Regions from separate parts of the Sus scrofa genome. Here region 1 is linked to region 2. The links are chromatin contacts, called in public HiChIP or PLAC-seq maps. All regions are on one chromosome and are shown on one strand. The core of a region is the stretch at or near the end of the contact, and the rest is flanking DNA. Distances in the headings are between cores, read along the strand shown. Region 1 overlaps UBAC2 (ubiquitin-associated domain-containing protein 2). Region 2 overlaps UBAC2 (ubiquitin-associated domain-containing protein 2).

Region 1 (4,786 bases), core at 2,031-4,530, 81 kb before region 2:
ACGGGGGCCTGGCTGAGCTGTATTTACTTTTGGCCACGCCCATGGCATGCAGAAGTTCCTGGACCAGAACTTGAACTTGCGCCACAGCAGTGACCACGCTGGGTCCTCAACCTGCAGAGCCACCAGGGAACTCCTTGGCTGCATTTTAAAGGATGGGGGTGATTTCAACAGTGGAGAGGAGAACCAGGCCTTTCTGTCAGCCTGTCTGAAGACCGGCGACTGAGAATGGGTCCATTCCTCCTTCTTGGGCGGAAGCAGTGCTAGGGAGTAGTGACAGTGGAACAGAAAGCTGAGGACCTGAGTGCTGAGAGCAGGCTCCAGAGCCAGAATACTGGGTTCAAATCCCAGCTCTGCCGCTTCTCATGTCACCTTAGGCCCCAGGGTTTTTTTTTAAACTTCTCGGAATCTCAGTTTTCTCATCTGTGATATGGGAATAATAATGACACTATTTCACAAGGATATGAGAAATAAATGAGTTAATACTGTATAGCATTTAAAACAGAGCTTGAAAATATCTAAAAGCTTATTACATATATAACCTATTCTTACTATCTAATATCTGCATCACATCGCACAGTCTTATTCCTTGTCTTCCCAGCTCGACCACAGGACCCTGGTGGGCTGTGCTGGGGGGAGATGTGCATAGAACCCCCCCCAGGTGGCCGGCAATGCGCTCTGCCCCAGGCAGCCTGAGCTGACTCCCCACCAGGGAGGGGTTCCACCGAAGAGTGAAACGGAGAACAATCACAGAGTGGGCGTGATGAACGGGACGGTTGAGAACAATTACGTTTCTTCCCCAAAGCATCTTTATCTTATTTTGAAAAGGTTGCTCACTGGGAAAAAAACTGCATCCTTTCTTCGCAGTCTTCAGTGACCTGTGTGCTATCAAGTGGGCCACCTCCACTGCACTGCCTGCCTGCCTGTGGACCGAGTCGGGAAGGTTCCAGGGGAGGGGGTGGGTTCATCAGGAAACAGTGATGTGACCGCTAATGATTCTTGCCTTAGGCATGGAGGAGGCAAGGTGGCACCTCTACAGGAATTACTAATCCTGAGACAGACTATGGCAGATACAGGAAGACAGATTTATGTGACACACGGGACAGCCAGAGCTGCTGGCAATTAGCCTGGCAGCTCTAGGCTCTTCCTAGCTGCCCTGGGGGCTGCGGGGATGGACATCTCAGCCCATCTGTAACCATGACACGGTGCTGGGGAGTTCTGCCAGACCCTCGGGGACCACCTGCACATTTAATGTGTGGGGATGGGCTAGCATGGAGTTCGGAGGCAGAAAAGACCAGAGTGTTTCAGCTCATCAGTTAAGCTAAAATTAGTGGAACTACTGAGTGTCCACTCAAGTACCCAGCAGTACCCAAGGCCACAAGCTAGAAAGAGAACTAAGACAACATCCGGCCTTCTAGAAGCTCCCTGTCAGGTATCTGACCTTCTAGAAGCTCCCAGTCAGGTATCTGACCATCTTTGCTTTGTCACCAGGTTACCACTAACACCCCCTGCCTGACCAGTGGCGCCTCCTCTGGTCTCAGCCCAACCCCTGGCTGCTCCCTCCACCCCCCCGTGATGCCCCTCCCTGGCTTCCGTGGCATCACACCTTCCTGGTCTCCGAGCCTTCTGGTCACACCCTCAGAGCTGCCCTCGCCAGCCCGTATCCTTTACAGGTTGCTGTCCCTCAAGGTTCTGATAGGCGTATTCCTCTTCTCCTTCCACGTCTGTCCCCAGGGCTTCGGTTACCACCCACATGGTGGAGGACCCCCCCCCCCCAAGACTGGGTGCTGTGCCTCAGAGCCACAGAACTGGCTCTCCCCACTACTTCCCCTGAGATGCTACAGCGCCATCTGAAAGGGAACAGGTCCCAGACAAAACTCATCTTCAACCCCACATCTCTTCCTGTGTCCCCAGCCTCAGCAAATGACATCAACGTCCCCACTGCACAAGCCGGCTCCGCAGGCTCAGCTGACTGTAACTCTCAAGTACCTCTGGGGTCCATCCAATTCTCGCCACCCTGACTCTCCCTGTCCTGTGTAAACCACCATCATTTGGGGGCTGGGGGGAGGGTGTTCAGAGTGATTTCTCTGAGTTAGAAGTCTCACCATGTCACCTCTCTGTTTAAAAACCCTTCAGTGGTTCCCTGCTGCCTTTTTATTAATCTTAAATTCTTTCTTCATCAATAGCAATCACAAACGCGCTACTTGCTAACGTACTTTTATATGAAAAAAATCAGTGTTCTCCAAAACAGAAAAATACTTAATGAGAAGAATATCACTAGTTTCTATTTTTGTAAATCTCTTTAATGTCTGACTTAATGGAAGATGGCTGGGCTCCTATCTCCTTTTGCACTCAATTCTGTTACATGCTACTCTGGCTTCTGCAGTAAATTAAAAAAGAAAAAAATCCAGCCAATGTAGATATACAGTCAGGGGAAAAAAGCAGAGCACATGAAAAGCCTTTTCGGATCTCTGCAGATACTCTTCTTTGACCCTCCTCGGGCCCCGCTGGTGTTAGGACAGACTTCAGGCTTCTTCCTAGGGCCGCCCGGCCGCCCGTCTGCGCTGCACTGGTCCCTCCCCAACTCCAGACTCTCGTTCTGGACTCCTGGCAGAGCCCTGTCTACGCCGTCTGGGGTACGTGCCCTCATATCTCACTGTTCCTTTCCAGGGAGGGGACATGGCACACTGCACTTCGGTGATGGGTTCCCTGGCAGGAACCTCACGGCAGGGGACGAGCTCCCTGAGGCCCTCGGCCATCTGTCTTGTCCCCGTCGCCGCAGCCTCGCGGGCACCTGCGCGTGTAAGTCCTGAAGAAGTGCTGGCTGAGTGAACACACCAGTGGACGTGTCCCCGAGGGAAGTTCTGTGGGACTGTCTTGAGCAAAGAGCTCCCGGTGAGCTGTCACATGGGGCGCAAGTGTGGGACGGACCGGGGCGAGGGGCTGCAGCAAGCGGCCCGAGAGCAGACACACGCTGATGGATCTTGAAGGCAGGCCGGGCTGCCCTCTCCCTCGGACACAGGAACCAGCAGTTTCAGAGGCAACCCCCTCCCCCCTGCCCCCGGGAGACCCGGTGGTGGCGGTGACACTGCACAGGGGACCCTGGGAGAGAAGGGCATCTTAACGCACAGCACTGCTGCCAGGGTCTCTGGAAGCCGCAGCTCGCAGTGTAGGCATGAACACGCTTTGCTGCAGGGCTTATCTTCTACATGCCATGCAGGGCCCTGCGGCCAGGTAGACGGGGCTGTGACTCACAGAGAAGTGACTAATTTCCTAGGGCCTGAAAGAGCTTGGCTGGGTTGACAAAGCAACGGCACATTAACAACTAAGCCAGAAGCGCCGAGGCTGCAGCATGTGACTGAGGGCTGGGGAGGCGGCTGACTAGACGGAGGCCCGACAGTGAGCGCTGCTAACGCGGGGCACAGCAACCACGCCAGAGGCTGCTGCCGTCAGCAACAGCTTCGTGGAAAACAAAGAAAAAGAACCGCCCCCCCACCAACACACACACACACACACAGACTAGCAACCCGTCCATCATGGGGACGAAGGACAGAGGGACAGTCTCGAGGCTCGGGAGAAAGCCCATCAGGCATCCGGAAACAGCTCCTCAGTGCTGCCTCGGGAACACGCGGCAGCTGCCACCTCCTCACGCTTGCGTGGCCGCCACAAGCGGTCCCTCCAGCATCCCTCTGGGCTGCGGGTGTTGGGAGAAAACCATCAACTAGAGGGAAACGAGCCAAGTCCCGGGCTAGTTCTGCGGTTTCGCGTTTTCCTCCCACTGACTAGTTCTGGGGGCTCAGACACCTGGGCATCCGACAGAGCGGTTTTGCCAGGAGTAAGATGGGTGCGGTTTCCCGGCGCGGCTGCCCTCTGCCCGGCGCCTCCTCCTCCTGGCTCTGGTCCTCAGGTCGGCTGGAGCTCGGGGCCCTCGGCCTCTAGGGCCCACCCCTTCTTGGTTGGGAGGTGCCGGCCAAGGCACTGAAGGGGGGCCCGGAGAGCCTGCGGTCAGGAAGCGGCGCGGCCCCCAGACGGTGTCCTGAGGCCGGATTCTGCGGGAAGCAGGCTCGCGCTTCCCAGAGGCTGGCCGCGCCCCCTCCTCCGACGGGGACCTTTCTCCCCACCTTTTGGGGGGAGGCTCGGTTTTGCGCGTGTGGGGGACGGGAGGGCTCGTCTCTTGTGAGGAGGGAGGGGTGGCGTGCGGTGCGGTGAGGACGGCGAGGAGGGCGGCTGAGACACAGCTTCCTTGAAAATACGAAGGAAGGAGCGCCTCGGGGCGCGCGGATAACTGCTTCCTGTGTGACTTCTTTGGCTTCCTCCCTTCTCTGTCAATTTTTTTTCCTCCTCAACTTTAGCCCTACATAAAAATGATTAAATAAAAGCCCAAACTAAAACTAGGTGTGGTACTTGTTAGCAGTAGGTGTTTGGGTAGAAGAGGTGAGGCTGGTTATTAAAAGTGAGACTGGGAGGCTACTCACGACGCCCCCTCTCTTTCTCGTCTCTCCCCAGAGAGGTCACCCACCTCACCCTGCAGTGATCTCCTCTCGTTCCCTCACTCGTCCTTCAGCCAACGCCGGGCCCGACGCCTGAGGGCCTGCTGACTCTCTGGGACTCACGCTTTGCTTTGTACATCAAATCTGGCCAATCCTTAAGTAGCACCGATCTCTCCTCTGAAGGAGGGAGCCTGGCACTGTTTCAGTCTTCATGGCCCCTCCTGGGACTATGCCAGCAGCCTCTGGATGGCATCACTGCTGTGAACGCAGGCATATCTCGATTTGCTGGGCTTTGCGGG
Region 2 (5,382 bases), core at 278-2,777:
CGAATCGGAGCTGTAGCCACCGGCCTACGCCAGAGCCACGGCAACGCAGGATCCGAGCCACGTCTGCAACCTACACCACAGCTCACGGCAACGCCGGATCGTTAACCCACTGAGCAAGGGCAGGGACCGAACCTGCAACCTCATGGTTCCTAGTCGGATTCGTTAACCACTGCGCCACGACAGGAACTCCCCAAATGAGTTTCATTTAGAGCAAAACATTAAGAATTACATTAAATATCTATGATTGATTCTTTAATATAGGTCTAAATAACCAAGTTAATCCACCAAATAACTACGGCGGTACCATAATACTTGTTTCTTAGCCTCTTGAATCAATTGTACCCAGTTCTAGAAAGTTTTACCCTTTGCAATGCCAAGAGGCAGGATCAGATCCATGTCAAAAATAGAATCTGATCATCAAGAACAACAGGAAGGTCCCTTTATGATAAGACCGGCAGGAAATTTATCCTGTTGGTAGCTGTGTATCTGCAGAAATTCGAAGAACAATAAATTCCAGTAGACAGATCCTAAGACAGAGTGTGTGTGTGCATGTGCGTGTACACACACGCGCTGTCGCCGGCTCCTTTCATCACCAGCTCTCCAGCAGATCACAGGGAGTAGAATGCAGGTACCTAAAACACAGCCTGCAAAGAAACAGAGGAGCAGCCCTGAAGAGATCATGGCTCACAGTTGCCGGGACTGGGTGAGGGGCTGGGATGAGATAAAACTGACTGCAGCGCTCAAAGTCCAGGAAATAGGCTCATGGAAGTTAAGACAAAATAGAACTGTGATTACAAAGTCTATCTCACTTTGTGTAAAAGAACACTGTTGGAGGATGATATACACACAACGACTTTACTGAGATTTCCGAACGCTTATAGAGGTAACCTGATATAATAACAGATGGAGAAAAAAATCATTTGATTTCACTATTTTAAGTGTTCTTAAAACACACACACTTTAAAAACCACAACATTGCCAGTTAAAGAAGGTGGATTTAGCACACGTACTTCCCTCCCTGTTTCTCTCCTAAAGCCTCATAAGAATGGCATTAAAAGATTTTTTTAAAGGCATAAACCCACAAAGAGTTAACGACCTTAAAATTTTTTCCAGCTGGAAAACATGAGTAGAGTGATAACTAACCTGAAAACCTGAGAAAAGGAAATGCTAAACCAGCAATGGTCAAATCTGAGACACAAACGGAGTAACCCTGGAGCTTCCTAAGGGCGGCAGGATTAGCAGCTCCACATTTTCCCAGATCTGCTGAGAGGTGGGAGGTGGGTGGGAGCACTGACCCCTCCCAGCCCTCTGCCCACCTGCTGACTCTCTGGCGGGGAGGGGGCGGTAATTATCTAGAAAAGGCAACAGGAGGGGCCTGGACTGGGGGACTCCTTTGCATGGCCAAGCATGCAAATGCAAGACTAGAACTCAAAGTTTACATACTAAATGTGCAGACTCCCAGACCTACAGCCCAGGCTGCAGACTGGAGAACAGGCCCTGGGGAATGCGACAGTTCCTGAGGGAAGAAGGGGGCGTATGTTTTAGATCCTGATCCTGGGGGTTCACTGAGAACAGCCCAGGGAGGGGACTCTACCATGAAGCCTGTGAGGGGCATTCGGGCCTTGGCACCCAAGCCATTTCCTCAACCAGCTTTTTCAAAAACTGGGCCTGTTACATATAAACAGCCAAAGGCTCAAAGGCGCTTAAGGAAAGCCCCTAACATCAAAAGCAGAAAACAAGGAGGGAAAAAAGGAACTCAGAAGAAACAGACATCGTGCAGGCAAATGAAAACCTTGAGGTGGGGTGGAGGGTTATCCTTAACCTCACGAGAGGAGAAAAAGACTGCAGCCATGAGACCCAGACAGGGCGCCCGCGAGAACAGACACTCAGAAAATACGAAGGAACTCCTGGAAACTGAAACTAAGACAGCACACATATTTAAAAGGAACTCAAGAGAGGAAAAGGTACCTAATGTCATTAGCCGTCAAGGAAATACAAAGTACAAGCCCACTCATCTGTCCCTGCCCATCCACTAGAAGGACTAAAATGAAAAGAGCTGCTAGGTCTTGGACCGGCCGCGCTGGGGGCAGGCAGCTTCGTGCGGGGGAGCAGAGGCTTCCTGCTGACAGCCCTGTGACTGGGAAGTTTGGGGAGAGGGTCTTCCAGGCAAGGCAGGCCTTCAGGTGACCATTCTGACTGCAACCCCACGAGAGACTCAGGGCCAGGGCCACCCGGCTAAGCTGCTCCCAGATTCCTGACCCACAGGAAAACTGGCCAAAGGTACGTACACCTTCCGACTCAGCTTTCAGCTCCCAGGTACACCCAACAGAAACGCAGACGTCCACCTCACAAAAGACAAGTTCAAGGATGTTCACGGCAACAGTCCTGACAACCATCCCAAACCAGAAACCAGCCCAATGTCCATCAACAGTAGCAATTCACACGAGACACCACACGATGATAAATAAAGCGGGAACCACCGCCACGGGCAGCAATGTAAACATGATGTTGAGAGAATGACACCAGAGACAGAAGTCCCCATCTGCATTTACATAGAGGTCAAAGCCAGACAAAACTACACCAGGGTTCAAGTCAGGACAGACTCTGGGGAGGAAGCATGCCTGGGAGGCAGCACAAGTGGGTCTTTTAGGATGAAGTGACGCTCTGTTCCTTCATCTGGACAGTGTTTAAAAGGGGGTCACTCCGTAAAAATTCCAGGAGCTCCAGACTTAGATATGGACACTTTTCCATGTACACGTTGTACTTCAGTAAACGTTTATTTTAAAATAATAATTACAATAGGAAGACAGAGTTCAAGATGTCCCCTGGCAAGGAGAGTAAAAATACGAAAAGAAAGAAAAGAGAAGGAAAAAAAGATTAAAGTAGTCCTGTCCAAGAGGCTGAACACCCAGACGGTAGGATTTTTCAGAAAGAGAGAACCAAGAAAATGGAAGAGAAATGATAAAAATAAATCAGGAAAAATTCAAGAAGAGAAACGTGGGAGTTCCCTGATGGACAGTGGCCACCAGGTGGACAACCAAAAGAGATGAAAGCAGAACTGCCTCAAAGCACCTCATCACAAACGGCCACAAAGGAGGAATGAGCAGATCTCCGGGCAACCTGTCAACTCGGCAGTTCTGGTGACAGCACTCCCTCAGCTATTTCTTCCTCCATGCCCCCACCCACCCCCGCCCCATACACATTTCCATGTAAAAACTACTTCTTCTCAGCACTGTTTATTTCAGAGAGTTTGAAGGTGAATCCACAACTAGACTGCACGTCTGATGGAATGTCAGCAAACAGGCTCTATGGTGACTGTGGGCTCTCTCTCCTGGGGGGCTCACGCACCCCCAGCTGCTCTGACATTGCCAAAGAGGTTCAGTGGCCTTAGTGGAACATGAGTACAGAGGCCAAAATGACAAGACAGCCTCAGAATAAACCACAATGAAAGAGAAACACAAGCTAAGCAATATTATTAATGAAAGCAGAATGCTGAGACCAGATTAACCCCAAGTTAAAATATGTATTATACTGATGTAAGAAACAAAATATTAAAAATATGAAATCAGACTCAGAAACATTAAAGATAACTTATACATAGACACATTATGGTGGTATTTAAGAAAGACAAGAGGATATTCTAAAAACTTCCAAACTTTTGTTATAAACAAATGACAAAGGAACAAGGCCAACCTCAGATTTCTCAAAAGACACAGGGAATTCAATAGGGTAGTACAGAAATACTATTAAAATGTTGAAGAAAGAGAATTTCAACCTAGAATTTTTATCCATCCAAATTATTTAAATGTGACAGCAAGTGAAAAAATACCTTCATGTATACAAGGACTCAAAGCTTTGCCACACAAAGGCTAACTTTGAAAACACTTGTGAACAAAGTACTCCATTAAGAATTAAGGAGGTCAGTTGATTCAGCAATCCCACTCCTGGGGATCTATCTATCCAGAGAAAACTATGAGGTGAAAAGACACAGGTACTCCAATGTTCACTGCAGCACTATATACAGTAGCCAAGACATGGAAACAACCTAAATGTCCATTGACAGAGAAATGGATAAAGATGTGGTACATATACACAATGGAATATTACTCAGCCATTAAAAGGAAAAAAATGACAGCATTTGCAGCAACATGGATGGACCTAGGAATTATCATGCTAAGTGAAGTCAGTCAGACAATGAGACACCAACATCAAATGCTATCACTGACATGTGAAATCTAAACAAAGGTCACAATGAACTTCTTTGCAGAACTGATTCTCACTCACAGACTTTGAAAAACTTATGGTTTCCAAAGGAGACAGGTTTGGGGGTGGGGGGATGCACTGAGGGATTGGGATAGAAATGCTATAAAATTTGGTTGTGATGATTGTTGTACAACTATAAATGCAATAAAATTCACTGAGTAATTAAAAAAAATTAAGGAGACTACAGAAAGCTGAAGTTGAAGATAATCAAAAAGAAGAAATAGACACATTCACAATTAGAGTTCAAGTACTCAACATTTCTTGCTCTGTAACTAACAGAACAGGTGGACAGAAAACCAGTAGGGTTACAGAAGATTAAAAATATATCAACCAACGTGACCTACTGACATTCACAGAACACCAATAAAATCAGAATACACACACTTTTCTTTCCTTTTTTTTTTTTAAGGGCCACACCTGTGGCATATTTAAGTTCCCAGGCTAGGGGTCCAACTGGAGCTGCAGCCGCAGGCCTACACCACAGCCACAGCAACGCCAGATCCGAGCTGCATCCGCAATCTACGCTGGCAGCTTGCGGCAATGCCAGATCCTTACACTGAGCAAGGCCAGGGATTGAACCCACATCCTCATGGATATTAGTTGCGTTCTTAACCTGCCGAGCTACAAAAGGAATCCCAGAATACACACACATTTTCAGTGCACTTGGAATATTCAGTAAGGTAGACCAAAAAACAAACTTCAACAAACTTAAAAGAATTGGAATCATAATAGTAAGTTCTCTGTCTACACAGAAATAAATTGGCATTCAATACCAGAAACATATTTGGGATATCTTGGAAATTAAAAACTCTTTTGAATAATCCATGAATTAAAGATCAAGTCCAGGGGATACCAAAAAACATTTTTAATTGAATGAAAATAAAATACAACATAAAACCAGTGGGATGCAGCTACAGTAGTGCTTAAAAAGAAATGCATAGCACTGAATACTTACATCAGAAAACACAAGGTTTTTGTTTTTGTTTTTTTGGTTTTTAGGGCCGCACCTGTGGTACATGGAAGTTCGAACTGGGGTCAAATCGGAGCTACAGCCGTCAGCCCACGCCACAGCCACAACCATGCCAGATCCGAGCTGTGTCTGCAACCTACACCACAGCT

The links. HiChIP or PLAC-seq counts read pairs in DNA pulled down with a chosen protein or histone mark.
Region 1: an H3K27ac HiChIP or PLAC-seq map of alveolar macrophages shows a contact between it and region 2, with 2.9 times the contacts expected there. The contact joins two enhancer-like sites. A contact is called at or near these places in 2 of 47 Hi-C or Micro-C datasets (blood and fetal liver) and 2 of 2 datasets of contacts at active chromatin or transcription factors (alveolar macrophages and skeletal muscle).

What each region holds. Positions count from the first base shown.
Region 1 is chr11:68,292,790-68,297,575 of Sscrofa11.1, reverse strand. All of the region lies in intron 8 of UBAC2 (ubiquitin-associated domain-containing protein 2), which reads right to left. Among named protein-coding and RNA genes, the nearest start is that of GPR183, 47 kb to the right of the region's middle. Within about 2 kb of position 3,280, at least 26 of the 83 cell types and tissues checked have an H3K27ac peak or open chromatin away from gene starts, as enhancers often do. A contact at or near this core is called in alveolar macrophages, where this site is marked.
Region 2 is chr11:68,209,781-68,215,162 of Sscrofa11.1, reverse strand. The region is part of intron 5 of UBAC2 (ubiquitin-associated domain-containing protein 2); the gene reads right to left. Among named protein-coding and RNA genes, the nearest start is that of GPR18, 21 kb to the right of the region's middle. Within about 2 kb of position 1,527, at least 16 of the 83 cell types and tissues checked have an H3K27ac peak or open chromatin away from gene starts, as enhancers often do. A contact at or near this core is called in alveolar macrophages, where this site is marked.